Regions from separate parts of the Pan troglodytes genome. Here region 2 is linked to region 1. A link is a contact called in public Hi-C data. All regions are on one chromosome and are shown on one strand. The core of a region is the stretch at or near the end of the contact, and the rest is flanking DNA. Distances in the headings are between cores, read along the strand shown. Region 1 overlaps ATL1 (atlastin GTPase 1). Region 2 has its middle 14 kb from the start of ABHD12B.

Region 1 (7,970 bases), core at 1,396-3,895:
ACACCTACATAACATTTTATTGCATATATGTATTATAATGTATTCAACCACTCATCTATATGTGGGCATTCAGGTTGTTTCCAGCATTTTACAATAACAAAAAGTAATGTAATACATAACCACGTATGTTTATATTTTCATACTATTGAGGTATTTCTTCAGAGTAGATTAAACTTATGATTTAAAAGATGCGTTCTAGCAATGTCCACTGAAAGGGTCTAGAAACAGTGATCTTCACCCAGCAATGAGCACAACTAGCACCCACGTCTTGGTTTCTAAACACCTTTTCTCATTAAAAGGAGCCAGAGCATCTTGGAGAAATGGCTATTCTAGTTCTAAGACAGGGAAAATACAAAGGAAACTGAAACATTTTCTTGTACCAGAATACAGGGAACTGCTCAAAGACAAAAAGGGACAATGTTAAAAGGACACACGAGCTGACCCTCGGCCAAATTAGGGGAATTTAGGCATTAAAAAGAATGGTGATGCATAACACAATTTTTTAAAAAGCTTCCATTAATTTATAGAGGGACTCAACATAGAAAAGTGGGAGAGGGAATGCCAGCTACTTAATTTAAAAGACATGACATCAAGAGGCTGAGGTGGGCAGATCGCTTGAGCTCATGAGTTTGAGACCAGCCTGGGCAACATGGAGAAACCCCGTCTCTACATACAAAAACAGCCAGGCGTGCTGGCGACCGCCAGTAATCCCAGCTACTTGAGAGGCTGAGGCATGAGAATCGCTTGAACCTGGGAGGTGGAGGTTGTAGTGAGCTGAGATCACGCCACTGCACTCCGGCCTGGGCAACAGAGGGAGACTGTGTCTGGAAAACAAACAAACAACAGATAATGATTTTAAAGCCTCCATTTAAAAAATCACTAATATGAAATTGATTCAGGCAAGGATCAATGGATGCTAAAATCAGTGGATGAAAAGTTATTGGCCAATAGTACAAAAAGTCACATACAGAGAGCTATTTATTTAAGCATTTTTTTGTGATTCACACAGTCTCAAAGTATTCACCTGCAGATTACTTACTAATTATAAACACAACAGGTTTTTTAAAAATTAATTTCTTTTTCAATTGGGCATAGGTGTTGAATTATATAAATTTTTTCTTTTTTGTGTGTAATCTATTGTACTCTTAAAAATGGGATTCATATGAAAGGGATTTTCAGGCTGGAATGTAAGCTGAGAATGATAGTAAAGGAATATAAGAAGAAAAGCAGACCACACTTCTCTTTTGTTCTATGAACTTGGTTTATAGGTATAAGGATGAGATAATGTCTGTCTTCCTATGTTGTTTCATTAATGTCATTTCAACTCTGTTGAGCACAGACCTCATTAAAACCATGTTGTAAACTTGGTTACAGTGTTCACGGCTCTGCAGTCACTAGAACCAGTAACTGAAATATAATGCATAAGATTTGGCAGTGGTGGGGGAGTTTGTTTTCAGATATGTTGATGTTCAAATGTCAGTAGGAAAACAACGTGAGGATAACCTTAGGCAGTTATAAACACACCTCTGGTATAATGTCCTCTCTTCTAGAGGGCAGAAGACTACAAGTATAGATTTGGGAATCATCAGCATGGAGGTCCTGTCTGAAGCCATCATAGTAAATTACATTGAGAGAGTGTAGCGTGAGGAGTTGCTTACCATGAGGAATTAGCAGAGATCATGGATCTGGTAATTAAGAGGCTGGCAGTGATCTCCTAAGAACCGATCAGTAGAGAGTGTGAGTAACAACCAAATGGCAGAAGGAAACTGTAAGGGACGGCATGATGGTATCTTGAGGTCGAGGTAGTTTCCAGGTTACTGAAAACAACTAAGTTTGTAGCAGAGAGAAAGCAGTGAAAAGGGAAAGATTGAAAGTATTTTTATTTTTTTTCTTTTCCTTTCAAAATTGTCTGCAACCTTTATGGCTGCCAGGGCCCACCCATACCCAGACTATGTAGTATGATTTCAGCTCAAATAATTGCTATTGGACTATAGGTCTGGACCTTATCTTTGCAAATCTAGTGGGAAATTTTACCCAGTGGATATTGAGTTACAGATAGTAATGAATCTACAGCTTTCATTTATCTTGATCTTCTTGATATAAATTTTGCTATTCTAATTTTAAGACAAACTACTCAGTATACATATACAAAAATGCATGATACCCTCTTTACTAACATGACCTTGCTTTTAAAATGGAAAAAAAAATGGGTGCCTCGTAGATAAATGCACATTATTTTAGTTACTTTGGCTATATAAATGTTGCCAGCTTGTTTGTATTAATGTATAACCGTGCTTGAAACAGGTATTTGAACATCCAGAATCATGCAGTATGTCGGTTTGTGTATTTCTGATAACGCTGTTAAATTCTTTGAGAGTGTGTTCGAGGGGGGTGCTGTTTATTTGTTTGTGTTTTCCGTTGAAAATGTTGCAGTACGTGGTCTATCACTGTCTTCACGGTCTGGGGGTGGACTGAGGTAGGGAGGGTGTGACGCTGGTATCTGTGTGAACTCGGGCTTGTGATGCTGAGCTTGGTTCATCTGCTTTCTCCTCCCTTTTCCTCCCCACTCCTTCCCACCAGCGCCACAGCAACATCCTCAGAGTCTGAGCGAACTGCGCCCAGCGCGGGCACGGAGCCTCCCACCGCCAGCAACCTGCGGCCCCGGAGAAGGCAGCGAGCGCAGTGACAGCGCCTCACCGCCACCAGCTCCTGGACCACCATGGCCAAGAACCGCAGGGACAGAAACAGTTGGGGTGAGTAGCAAATGAGAACTTCTGCAGCCTGCACGGGGTCTTCTGGCCCTCCACTTTCTGCTTCTGGAGACAGGGAGGGCCAAGGGCTGCTAGGTGCCTGCGTCCACGGCTGGGAGACGGGCCGTAGCCGAGCTGCTCCCTGTTTGGGCGGAGGAACCATGGCCGAGCGGTACCCGCGTCACCGAATCGCGCTGTCGGGGTGAGGGCTGCAGCTTCGCGCAGGCCGGGCCTCCAGCTCCTTCTTCCCCACCCCCCTCCCGCCTCCTCCCAGCATTTGGACAGCACCCACCAGGCGCCTCCGGGGACTTGTGGGTTCCGCCTTAGCGATCGGTTGGGAGGAAGGCTATGGGGGTGGGCAGGGGGCTGTTGTTACTCGGCCCCAGAGGGGCGAGGGGTCGGGGATCTAGAGCAGGCCAAGCCCCAACCCCCCTCCCCGGGAGCCGCCAACTCGCTGGCCCTGCAGGGCGCGGGCTCCCGGCGGCGGGCGGCGGGCGGCGCGCTGGAACAATGAGGCGGAGCGCGCCGGGTCCCGGACGGACGGTAGCAGACCGAGCAACTGGGAGAAGGGTCACCCTCTTGGGAATTCCTGAGCACTGCAGTACTCCTCTTAATTTGGGGGTTGGGTGGGGGAATTGGGGAAGAAGGAGAGCAAAGTTGTGGTTTCCAGCCTTCTGCCCCACCCCGACGTGGTACCCCATTCAGACCAGCCCCAAGGGTGGCTTTGTTCTTTGATTTTACCTTTTGGAGACATTGGGCTCATGATTCAGCACCAGGCCGAGGGGAGGGGAAAGGAGAGGCGAGACCCAGTATGTTCACACCGCGAGTGGGTGGGCGGTGCTCACGCAGGCGGAGAAGAACGGGCGCAGCGATGCGGGAGAAATCGCGGCCCCGCCCGCTTTGCTGCTCCAGACCTAGTTCTGGACGGTTAGTGTGGGCAGGCTGGGCGTCTTTTTGTCGTAGGTTCCCGATTTCTTGCAGTCACAGTGCTAAACTCACCAGCATCTTAGGAACGAAAGCCCTCTAAGGCATTTATTTTATTATCTGAACCAGAGAATGTCTCAGGCTACTGTGGCTTGGTGGGTAAATAAATATTTTGTTCATCAGCTTGTTATTTAGAAATTGTTATTTGGAAATAACAATTGTTATTATTTGAAAAGTTCAGAGCTGCTTGATTCTGTTCCACATCTCAGTGAGAACTCTTCTATAACTGTTTATTTGAGCGAGAGGCACAAATGTAAATTTTAATTGGTTATTTCAGTTTACTTTAATCAAAAGACCGTGTATCTCCTTGCCTCTGATTGTTCTAATGGTCACAGGATACGGTAGACAAGGTTTACATTTGGGAGATTATCCAAGGTTTGTGGTAGGCATGGAGAGTTGGAGCGGGGAGGTCTGTCATGACTTAGCTGAGTTTAAGAGAAAGTGGTTCCATTTTCTGAGATCATGAAACTTCAGTTTTAACAGACCTACCTGACTATTGCAATAAGTTTTATTTCCTTCTTCTGAAATTTAAGTAAGCATTTGCAGTGTATCCCCTTTCTACCCGTTCTCTTGGCCTCTAGAATAGGAATTTATTGAACACACACAATTAGGGTGCGTATATTCAAGTCACTTTTGGTCTCAGTCTCCATGAATTGTTGTCTCCACCCTGTTAACAGAAGCATGTGAAAATGTATTCTGAGGATTAAAATTTTTCTCCTTTATGAAGCTTTGGATCATTATTGTGCAGAATTTCCTTTGGTTATAAACTTTTTTTTTTTTTTTTTTTTTTTTTTTTTTTGAGATGGAGTCTTGCTCTGTCGCCTAGGCTGGAGTGCAGTGGTGCCATCTGGGCTCACTGCAAGCTCCACCTCCCGGGTTCACGCCATTCTCCTGCCTCAACCTCCCGAGCAGCTGGGACTACAGGCGCCTGCCACCGTGCCCGGCTAATTTTTTGTATTTTTAGTAGAGACAGAGTTTCACCATGTTAGCCAGGATGGTTTAGATCTCCTGACCTCGTGATCCGCCCGCCTCGGCCTCCCAAAGTGCTGGGATTACAGGAGCGAGCCACCGTGCCCGGCCTTATAAACTTCTTATGTAGTGGAAGTTTTTTCCTCTTGGGAACATGGTTCTCACATCCGGTTTTCATAAAAATCACACAGGGACTTATTGGAAATGCAGACTCTCCCATCTTCCAGCCAGAGCTTTGGAATCAATAGATCTGAAAGAGGGCCTAGAAATCTGCCTTTTAATTAGCATTTTAGGTGATTGGGAAGCAGATGGTCTTTAGGTGTTACTTTGAGAAATACTACCTTAGATTATTTACATTTGATAGAAACATCTCAGATAGTTTACCCAGAAGTCATCAGGAAAGTTTCAACTCAAGTGATGGATTAGGAAAAGAAATACTAGAATCACTATAGTGTTTACTGGAAATTATTATAGAAAAGAAAGAGTGGAATTCTGGACTCTTATCTTGATGTTCTGTGGAAATGCTTTACTACTTAGATTTTTCTTTGCTGTTAAGTACATATGACATAAATGACTTAGAAAACGTAGTAGATGGAGTAGGAGATAGAGGTTTTGGCACAGATTTTAGCCCTGTCAGTCTTAATTCCATTTTATTACCAGTATCTAATAGAATGCCTAACACACAGTAGGCATTTAGTAACAGCAATAGTAGCCAACATCATTAAGCTAATGTCATAGGAAATAGGTGCTGTAATACTCATTTTACATATTAAAAGGTAAAGCTAGTAGATGATTGACCCAGGATTCCTGCTCTGGCAGTTTGAATTCAGATTCCTTTATCTTCTATCTCTTTGTTGAATGGATAATACCTTCTGTATTATATTATAGAACTACAGTTTCAATGCATATTCATCTGCATTATTGCATTTGATCTTCAACCTCAAGTATGTGTCTTAGGGCATATCACTATTTTGCAGATAAAAAAACTAACTCAGAGGTGAGTTAAATGATTTGGTGAAAGTCATGTATTTGGTAAGTAAAAGGACTGAAATTAGAATCTGGGTTTTTTTCCTAATTTATTTTCTATAACATGATATTGTGGAATGTTTTCATGGAGAGAATGGGGTGGGGTGTGAAGATAATAGAGAAAACAGATCCTTGTAGTAGACAGAGGTCTCTCATGAGAAAAATCTTATGAGAGCTTAAAAAAGAAGACAGTGAACTGACCTTATCTAGCTAAGTAAGTATTTTTCAGACAAGTTAGAAAGAAAAAGGCATCAAGGTAGACAATCCAGAATGAGAAAATACAGTGATTTCCAAGAAAAGGGCAAGAAAGATATTTGCAAAATCAGCATGAGAGCTAAAATTTAGATAAGGAATCTAAGGACCATATGACAGGTGTTTTTATCTTAGTAGCTAGAGACCTGTAGGTCTTACAGGGACCATGAAAGCTACACAGCAGAAAAGCATCTCTGCTGACTGCTAGAATTGAGGACGATGTTTGAAGACCATACCCAGAGATAAAACTGGGAAGCGAGTCTGAGTAGAACTGAGCATCCTACCATCTGTACCTAAATCTACTCTTAAGATGTTTGAATAAATTTAAGCATATAAAAGTCAATTCTTCCAAAATAGGCATTGTTATTATTAATCATTTGAATGTATAAGAGATCTGAGATTCAGAGAGCATAAATGACTTGCCAGAGGTACCATAGTTTCTAGGTTATAGATCTAGTATTCAAATTCAGAGTTGTTTGCTTCCACAGTCCATGCGATGAGGACAAGGAATAGTATGCCAAAAGGTACCACAACAAGCTTATCTAGGATTAAGCTGATATAAGAAATCAATGCTGTATAAATTTGATCACTTGGACTAGAGAAGTAGGCAAAGAATGTGCTCATGTGGAAAATAAAGGGGACAGATAAGTATCAGAAACAGTAGCCCAGAAAGCAGTCTTGCACTGCTTGGTCAGAGCTTAAGTGCTACCAGAAACAAAACAGAAATGCATACTTTGTTTGTTTGTTTTTGTCAAAGTTGCTTAAAAACTTGGGATACCACCTGGGAATTTGAGTTTTCTACAATGTAACAGAAACAGATAGTGCAAAACTGCTTTAGAAAAATAGTATTCGCACTAGGCTGGTCGTGGTGGCTCATGCCTGTAATCCCAGCACTTTGGGAAGCTAAGGCGGGCAGATCACGAGGTCAGGAGATGGAGACCATCCTGGCTGACACGGTGAAACCCCGTCTCTACTAAAAATACAAAAAATTAGCCGGGTATGGTGGCATGCACTTGTAATCCCAGCTACTCGGGAGGCTGAGGCAGGAGAATCGCTTGAACCCGGGAGGCGGAGGTTGCAGTGAGCCAAGATCACGCTGCTGCACTCCAGCCTGGGCGACAGAGCAAGATTCCATCTCAAAAAAAAAGAAGAAAAAGAAAAAAGAACAATAGTATTCGCAGCAAAGTATCAGCTTTGACTACCTTTAAAAATAACTATCTTAGCTTCACAGTAAGTGTAGGAAATGCCTATTTGTTGAAAAGCCATTTGTGGAAAATTAATTTTTAGGTTTCTGGTTTTGAGGAAAGATTTAAAACAATCTTGAGTGTACTATAGTTACCTCATGATCTTCTTTCTTTTCCAGTTGGCTATATTCTATTTTTCTTGAAATGAGACTGTCTCTTTTTACCTACCTCATCTTCTATATACCTAATTCTTCTAAAACAATATAAAATTTCTACTTGGTCTAGGCTGGACACGGTAGCTCATGCCTATAATCCCAGAACTTTGGGAGGCCAAGGTGGGCAGATCACCTGAGGTCAGGAGTTCGAGACCAGCCTGGGTAACACGGTGAAACCCCATCTCTAGTAAAAATGTAAAAAAATTAGCCGGTTGTGGTGGTGGGCACCTGTAGTCCCAGCTACTTGGGAGGCTAAGGCAGGAGAATGGTGTGAACCTGGGAGGCAGAGGTTGCAGTGAGCCGAGATCGCACCACTGCACTCCAGCCTGGGCCACAGAGTGAGACTCCATCTCAAAATAAATAAATAAATAAAAAACAAACAAAAAAACCCACCCCAAATTAGCTGGGCGTGGTGGTGCATGCTTGTAATCCCAGCTACTAGGGAAGCTGAGGCAGGAGGATCACTTGAACCCAGGAGGTGGAGGTTGCAGTGAGCTGAGATCGCACCACTGTACTCCAGCCTGGGTGACAGAATGAGACTTCATCTCAAAAAAAAAAAAAAAAATTCTACTGGGTCATACATGTACTGT
Region 2 (7,970 bases), core at 3,875-6,374, 300 kb after region 1:
CCCTTTGTAGGTGCTATGTAACTGTCAGCTACCTCATTTTAAGCAGTGGTTTCACTGTGGCCAGCACATCCATAACTGATGTCCTAGAGGCAGAGGTGGATTCACTGTGAAGATAGAGTCCTCACGTGCCAGGCCCCTTCCAGGTGTCTGAGAGGGGCCCTCACACTGTGTTCATGCGGTGCTTTAGTCAAGTTTGCAAAAGTAAGATATTTTAACCACAACTGGTTAAGATGCCATCTGTTTCCTTATGTTAGTGGCATTGAGGTGGCCATGGGCATTTGGGGATCCAGCTAACAGGAAGTTGAGTTGGAGACACACTTAGTTTGGGTTTAGTGTGGGAATGTCCATGTGGTTTGTTCACTTCCCTGCCGATTTCGGTTACAGCTGGTCATGCTTGTGTGGAAGCAGCTCCTAGGACTCTGGGGTCCACTGTGCTGCAGGGCAGGACACGGTGATGCTAATGTGTCCCACAGAGCCTCGCAGCAGAGGAATGTGGGTAGAGAGGAAAACCAGGCTCAAAATGTGCAGAGCGAGAAGTTAGTCTCTGGAAAATTCTGATAATTCTCTGGCATATAAAATTGTAAGTGGGCGGGGCATGGTGGCTTGCTCCTGTAATCCCAGCACTTTGGGAGGCCAAGGCAGGTGGATTGCTTGAGGCCAGGAATTCAAGACCAGCCTGAGCAACACAGTGAGACCCTGTCTCTACAAAAGCATTAAAAAATTAGCCAGGCATGGTGGCCTGCACCTACAGTTTCAGCTACTCAGGAGGCTGACGTGGGAGGACTGCCTGAGCCCAAGTTTGAGGATGCAGTGAGCCATTATTGTGCCACTGCCCTACAGGCTGAGTGACAGAGTGAGATGCCTACAAAAACAAACGAACAAACAAAAAACCCCAAAAATAATACATAATAAAAATAAAATAAAATTGTAATAGGAGGATTTGGTTCTCAGGGCACAGTCGAAACAGAAGTCTTTCCCTCTCAGGAACATATTAGAGAATGCAGCATTTATGATTATAAATGCATGGTTATGGGCTAAATGTTTGTGCTCTCCCCCAACCCCCGCTTCGTATGTTGAAGCCCTAACCCCCAGTGTGATGGTATTTGGAGACAGGGCCTTTGGGAGGTGACTTCGTTTAGAGGAGGCCATGAGAGTTGGGTCCTCATATGGAAAATCGGACAGCCTCCTCTCTCTCTCCCCTCCACGTGAATATATAAGCAAGAAGGTACCTGTCTACAAGCCAGGTAGGGAGCCCTGACCAAAACTCCACCCTGATCTTGAACTTTCAGCCTTTAGAACTGTGGGAAATAAACTTCTGTTGTTTAAGCCACCTAGTGTATGGTATTTTGCTATAGCAGCCTGAGCTAAGACACATTTTTTCTTTCTTAATGGGAATCACGTGAGATAGAATTACAGCATTTCTACAAGTAGCAAGAAGGTCTGTGTGTGAAGTTGCAAGCTGGGACTACAGGCATCATCTTGCTGTGTTGCCCAGGCTGGTCTTGAGCTCTTGGGCTCAAGTAATCCTCCTGCCTTGGCCTCCCAAAGTGCTGGGGTTACAGGTGTGAGCTGCCACACCTGGCATAACATCATTTTTAAGTAGTGATGAACATAAATGATATTTGAAAATATCTGCAACAGCCGGGCACAGTGGCTCATGCCTATAATCCCAGCACTTTGGGAGGCCTAGGCGGGCGGATCACGAGGTCAGGAGATCCAGACCATCCTGGCTAACATGGTGAAACCCCGTCTCTACTAAAAATACAAAAAAAAAAAAAAAAAATTAGCCGGGCATGGTGGCGGGTGCCTGTAGTCCCAGCTACTTGGGAGGCTGAGGCAGGAGAATGGCATGAACCCGGGAGGTGGAGCTTGCAGTGAGCCGAGATCGTGCCACTGCACTCCAGCCTAGGTTACAGAGCGAGACTCTGTCTCAAAAAAAAAAAGAAAGAAAGAAAAAAAGAAAATATCTGCAACAACTGAAATGTGAGGTGGAAATACGGTATGGAAAATCTGTGATTCTATTGACAACAAAGTCATAGATATTGCTAACGTTACTATAGTCATTTTCTTAACATTAGTAATTGAAGAAGATGATAAACTTTAGTAGGAGGGAAGTGAAAATAAAGATACAATGCTTTTCCTACACAAGTGTACAGACCCCTGAGCTCTGGCCAGGTGAAAAACACCTGTTTTAAAGTGATCCCTGGCACTCACCTCCTCTTTTCCATTCCTCCTGCCACTGACCTAATTAGAGTCCCATCTCCACATGGACTCACCACAGCCACCCAAACTGAGTCCTCCCCTTTCTCCTAAGCCTGCTGTTATTCCAGTGTTCCCTGCGTACCTGAGAGGAGCTGCTGCCACCCACTCATCTATGCCAGAAGCTGAGCATCAGGCCTCCCTCTCCACATCCTATTTAGATGGAGTCCTGACTCCTCAACGGAGCTCAGGTTTGCCACCCTCTCCACCCACCTCCAGTGCCTGCCTTCTTCGTTAGGTGACTACAACAGCCTCCACACTGCTGTCCTCGCCTGGCCTCACCAATCCTTCTTGCAAAGGCACAGACCTATTTAGAACCCAGGTTGGATCAGGGTGCATGGCTGTTTTCATCCTCCTGGCTGTCTTCAGGATGAAATTCAGGCTCCTCAGTGTGGTGTGGCTTTCTGTCCACCTTTCCAACCCAGCTCCTGCAACTCTGTGTTCCAGCCACCCCTCCTTTCTTGAGTTATCCAAACTGCAGGATGATCAAGGGTTTAAAAGTGGGGGCTTGAGAGCCAGCGTGCCTTAGTTCAAATCCCAGCTCCATCAGTCACTGACTGGATGGCCTTGGTAACGTCCCTCGGCTCCTCTGTGCCTTAGGGACCTCAGCTTCAGAATGGGAGTGATGAGAGCAATGGCTGTGCAGGGCTGTGGGGATGCAGTGATATACCACCTGAGAACCATGCAGGGCAGGGCCGTGATGTATAGAAAAGCTCAGCACAGGGGCCTTGCTATGAAATCCTGTTTCCCTGGGGAAATAGCCTTTCTCTTGGTCTCTGCTCACCTAATGAGTCCTTTAAGCTGCAGGCATCTCCCCATCCTGAGAACCTTCTCTGACCTGGGCTGGGCTGAGCTGGGCTGGCTGCTCTGGACTTCATTGCCCACCTGCCCAACACCACAGGCTCATCACTTACCTGTGTCCTGCATTGAACATGTAGTCCTCCAGGCAGGGAATGTGGCACCCTCATTCATAACCCAGGTGCTGCCTAGAGCCAGAAATTTACTTCTCACAGTTTTGGAGATTGGGAAGTCCAAGATCAAGGTTCCGGCAGATGTGCCTGGTGAGGGCCTGCTTTCTCATAGATGGAGCCTTCTCTCTGTGTCCTCACGTGGTGGAAGGGGCAAACGAGCTTTCTCCTGCCTCTTTTATAAGGGCACTAACCCCATTCATGAGGGACCTAATCACCTTCTAATACCATCACCTCTGGGGTTAGGCTTTCAGCATATGAATTTTGGGCAGACACAAACACTAAGACCATAGCAGAGGCTGAATCTAGAGAGAGAATTTAAATCAAAGGACAAAAGTTCTAATGAAGATAAAGAACAGCTAGTTCTCTTCCTCTCTCTGGACAATTTGCTTTTCAGAGTATTGTAAATACGTGGACTTATCTTACTGTTTCTCTGAGTGGTCCTGTCTGTACTGAGTCCTTTCCTGGCCAATGCTTGGGCCTGACAGCATCAGGTTTCTGAAAAAGAGAGGAAAAAAAAGTCATGGGAGAAGGGGGCTGGGCAGAGGAAGGAAGCTCTCAGCCTGCTCCTCAAAAATAGGTCTCCAAGGACTATAGCCATTTCAAACTCTTTTAGCTAAAGGGACCACAGCAGTGGGAGCAAGAACTTATATATATACATATAAAAAAATAAAATATATATGTATATATTATTTTTATTTTAGTATTTTGGAGACGGAGTCTCGCTTTGTTGCCCAGGCTGGAGTGCAGTGGCACGATCTCAGCTCACTGCAACCTCCGCCTCCTGGGTTCATGCAATTCTCCTGTCTCAGCCTCCTCAGTAGCAGGGACTACAGGTGTGTGCCACCACGCCCGGCTAATTTTTTGTATTTTAGTTTCACTGTGTTACTCAGGATGGTCTCGATCTCCTGACTTCATGATCCACCTGCCTTGGCCTCCCAAAGTGCTGGGATTACAGGTGTGAGCCACCGCGCCTGGCCCAACTTAAGTATATTTTTAAGAACAGAGAAAACCCACTTGCTGTGCCGAGTCCCAGCTGAGGTATGTCCAACATAGCAATAGTCCTGACTTTAGTTAGAGCTGTCCTCTTTCCTTTATTTTTTACATTACAAAATAATTCATTTCTATCCTGGCATGGTGGCTTGCACCTGTAGTCCCAGCTACTGGGGAGGCCAAGGTGGAAGGATCAGTTGAGCCCAGGAATTCTAAGTGACAAAGAGCTATGACTGCACCACTGCACTTCAGCCTGGGCAACAGAGTGAGACCCCCATCTTTAAAAAAATAAAAGATGCAAAATTAAAGAAATAAATACAATAAATTCATTTCTTGGGAAAAGATTAAACAATACAAAAGTGTAGAAAATAAAAAGCGAAACTGCCTTATTTCCCTGATCCTAGTCCCCAGAGATAGTCCCTGTCTCAGTGTGGATTTTAAATACACATATGGAGGGTCAAAGTTACAAATCCAGTATGGCATCAGAAACGTAAAATTATGCCTAGACTTGTCTAGAGAGTCGAGCTGGATGGAAATGCTACAATAAATGAACATTTCTTTTGTAGTGGAAGAAATAAGCTATCTAGAATACAATACATACAAGGAACTCTTTTGATCAGGGAGGGCCTGAGGTTCAGGAGTGGCTGTGCAGTTTGACTCCTGGCTCTGAGCTTTCTCATTGGCTACTCAACAGGTCACTGCCAGGTAGTGTCCCACACCCAGACAGAGGGGTAACCAACCACCCAATGCAATGAGGCTGCCCATCCTGGGGGAGCTGGATTGTTTGGTTTTAAAATGCCTGGGCTGGAAGTGCATGCTGGGATGGGGGGAAGCAAGCCTACCCGGGGCTGAGCAGGAAGGGCCCAGGAGCCTGCCTGGGAGCTCACCCCTCCCCAACCCTTCTCTTTAAAGCCACCATCATTCTTCCAACTTGTCAAGCCACACCAAGGCCAAGGGAAGCACAGCACCGGTAGGCTAGGGCTTTGGAAAGCAGAGGCAACAGCTGTGCGAGGGGAAAGCTCTGGGCAGGAGGCAGCCCTGGCTGAGTCTAAAAATAAAACCCGGCCTGACAGCCTGACAAAGGGGCTCTTGTCAGGCGCAGCAAGAGGGGCTGTCCTGGCCGCCCTTGTGAGGCTGTTCTGGGGCCACGTGGGGAATCCCTCCCTTTCTGCCTTTGGGGTGTCATTCTCCAACAGCCTCTTCAGGTGGACCAGGCTGTCCTCAGTAAACAAGCCGCCTCAGCTGGGGGTTTAAAGATGGATCGGCCGCGCCACTGCACTCCAGCCTGGGCGACATAGCGAGTATCCGTCTCAAAAAAAAAAAAAAAAAAAAGATGGATCGGCTGTGGTACATTTGTGTACAGACTCTCCGGTCTGCAGTGAAAGTGAAACCGGGTACAGGCCCATCTTGCTCTTCAGAGATGGGCGATCTGCCTGTGCCATACTAGAACAGCAGCTCCAGATAGGCAGGGATGAAACACATCCGTCTTTGGGAAGGAAGAAGGAGTGCCGCTGTGTTTCCCCATTTTATAAAAAGGAGCCCTTGGAACCGATTTGCTCTCAAGATGTTGTCAGCTCCAGGCCAAAGTGGGCTCCCCACAAAGGCAGTTCTTTTACTCTCTGCACCGCACAGAGCTCGTTTTCTGAGCCTGTGGGGTGGGAATATCCGCCTGTGCTCCCCGGGTTTCAACTCGGCTGGTCAGGAGGAAGTTTCTCAGCTTTAAAATGAATAAATTCCTCAACGGATTGAAAAAAAAAATGTCAATAGAAAAAGCAAAAACATCAGGGAAATTAGAAAATTAAGCACTAATGAGGAGCAGGAAACATCTGCTAGAAGGAATTCCTCTAGTATTTAATTTTAAAGGTTTTAAAAATGTGTATCTTTTTGGTGTAAATAATTTTAAAACAGAGCTAGCCGGCATCTCAATCTCTAGATTCAAACTTTCTGGCTCCAAGGTGTCACCATTGTTTGTGCTGCTCATCAGCTCACTGCTGCCCCCGCGTGTCTGATCTAAAAATCACAACACAGAGCTTGTTCTCAATTTTATGCTTTGCTAATAAATGGAGAAAAGTCCCACCCCCGCCCCGCCCGGCCCGCAACCTATTAGCTCCCATGACAACAAACGGTATAGAATGAAAGCAATGTTTTAGCTTGTTAGTGACAGCTGCATAACCCAGGTGAATTTTCAACAAGTCTTTCATTCGAGAAGATATCATTAGATTACTTTTTTTTTTTTTTTTGCAATTCATTGAGCCTTTGCTGAAAGGATAAATTTAATTCTTAGAGGGAGTGGTTATGGTTATATTAGTGATGTAAGTCTTACTAATGATATCCTCTTCCTGAGAAACTACATGAGTTACTTATTGACCTGCATTAGAGTTTATTTTATAACATTACATAAAAACCCTATATTTAAGATGATTGAAAGTTTGCTTTCAATCACAAAGGGTCTGTGATGTGAGAGAATTTCTAACATAAGGCTCAAACATTAACCAAAGGGCAGCTTCCTTGTGTTCACCTGGTACCTTTGTCTGTAGTGAGCAGATTGGATCACTGTTTTGATGTGAAACTAGGCTGCCTCTGTGATTTCTACTGAGCACCAATTTTTCCTATTTCTTGCTCATCTATGTAGTTTATCTGAGTCACTTTTTGCTTTATAAAAACTGGGACCACACAGAATATCATGCTGCTCTAGAGGCAATTTGGAAAGTGCCTTCCATCCTGAATAGATCAGGGGGCCTGCTTCTTTATGCAGAAAGGACACAGACCCTCTTCAACATTACCTGTATGGAAGAAATGGCCACTTGTTCCCAATACTCACACCAGAATTTTCCTATACTTTAGTGAGACTTCCCAAAGTCATCCACTAAAACCTGAATGCCATTTATGGATCTTAATGATCTTTCACTGTTCAATCCAAAAACAGCTCTGGAAGAGAGGGCTGAGGCTTTACCTCCTACCAAAGCAATCAAACAAGTCTGGTTAAAGTCAGTGCCCACATAGGGCCTATGGGGGCAGATTCTGTTAGATCCAACCCCCGTGTACTCCCAAAGGAAAGCTGTGAAGGGCATGGTCTGAATGGGCAGCTGATATTACTGTAAGAAGAGCACTTGGTAGAATGTTCATCATGTCTTGGAATTCTTTCAGTCACCTGTGTGAGGTTCCTGTGAACTAGGTTAAGACCAGCTTTACCACTCTGCAAGGTAAGGCAGAGGTTATGGGTCACAAAATGAGATACAAGTTCAGTATTTCTTGGCTATTGACATTGCTCTGACCAAGCCTTCCCTGTGTTTCTAGTAACATTCCAGGTTCAGCACATCTACAGACATTTAACCCTAAGAGGCAAGGTGCCTATCGATGCCTGGAAAGGCAGCTGACAACCTTGGCAGCAGGGACTTGAGAATTTCTACATAGGAGGAGTGCTGAGGTGACTGATTGGAGAGAATGCCTTGAGGTTGCATTTGCATTCAAGCACACTGTTTTCTATTGTGTATTTATTACGGGCGGCTCTGAGGGTCGCTGTTGGAGCTGCCCATTGGAACTGTCATTGAAGAGAATTCAGTTGGTCATTCTTTCAGTTTTTCAAACAATAGGCTCATTCTAAATATAGGAACATGGTGTGAAGAGTTTATTCAGCCTAAGTTGAAGTCTGTTCAACAGACCAGGGGATCTATGGTTGTGTAACAGTTTTAGAAATCTGAGTAGGGAGATGCCTGCAATGCCTGCAAGTCTTCAGGCCTGTCAGTTCAG

The links. Hi-C and Micro-C count contacts between places; a contact is called where the count stands out from the background.
Region 2: a contact with region 1 is called in a Hi-C map of stem cell-derived neural progenitor cells, with 2.7 times the contacts expected there. The contact joins two enhancer-like sites. A contact is called at or near these places in 1 of 7 Hi-C or Micro-C datasets (stem cell-derived neural progenitor cells) and 1 of 1 datasets of contacts at active chromatin or transcription factors (stem cell-derived excitatory neurons).

What each region holds. Positions count from the first base shown.
Region 1 is chr15:48,573,501-48,581,470 of NHGRI_mPanTro3-v2.0_pri, forward strand. ATL1 (atlastin GTPase 1) reads left to right here. Exons shown (of 14, transcript XM_522849.8): 2 at 2,581-2,753. The coding sequence starts at 2,720. Among named protein-coding and RNA genes, the nearest start is that of ATL1, 29 kb to the left of the region's middle. Within about 2 kb of position 2,646, at least 21 of the 24 cell types and tissues checked have an H3K27ac peak or open chromatin away from gene starts, as enhancers often do. A contact at or near this core is called in stem cell-derived neural progenitor cells, where this site is marked.
Region 2 is chr15:48,871,972-48,879,941 of NHGRI_mPanTro3-v2.0_pri, forward strand. No RefSeq gene overlaps it. Among named protein-coding and RNA genes, the nearest start is that of ABHD12B, 14 kb to the right of the region's middle. Within about 2 kb of position 5,125, at least 13 of the 24 cell types and tissues checked have an H3K27ac peak or open chromatin away from gene starts, as enhancers often do. A contact at or near this core is called in stem cell-derived neural progenitor cells, where this site is marked.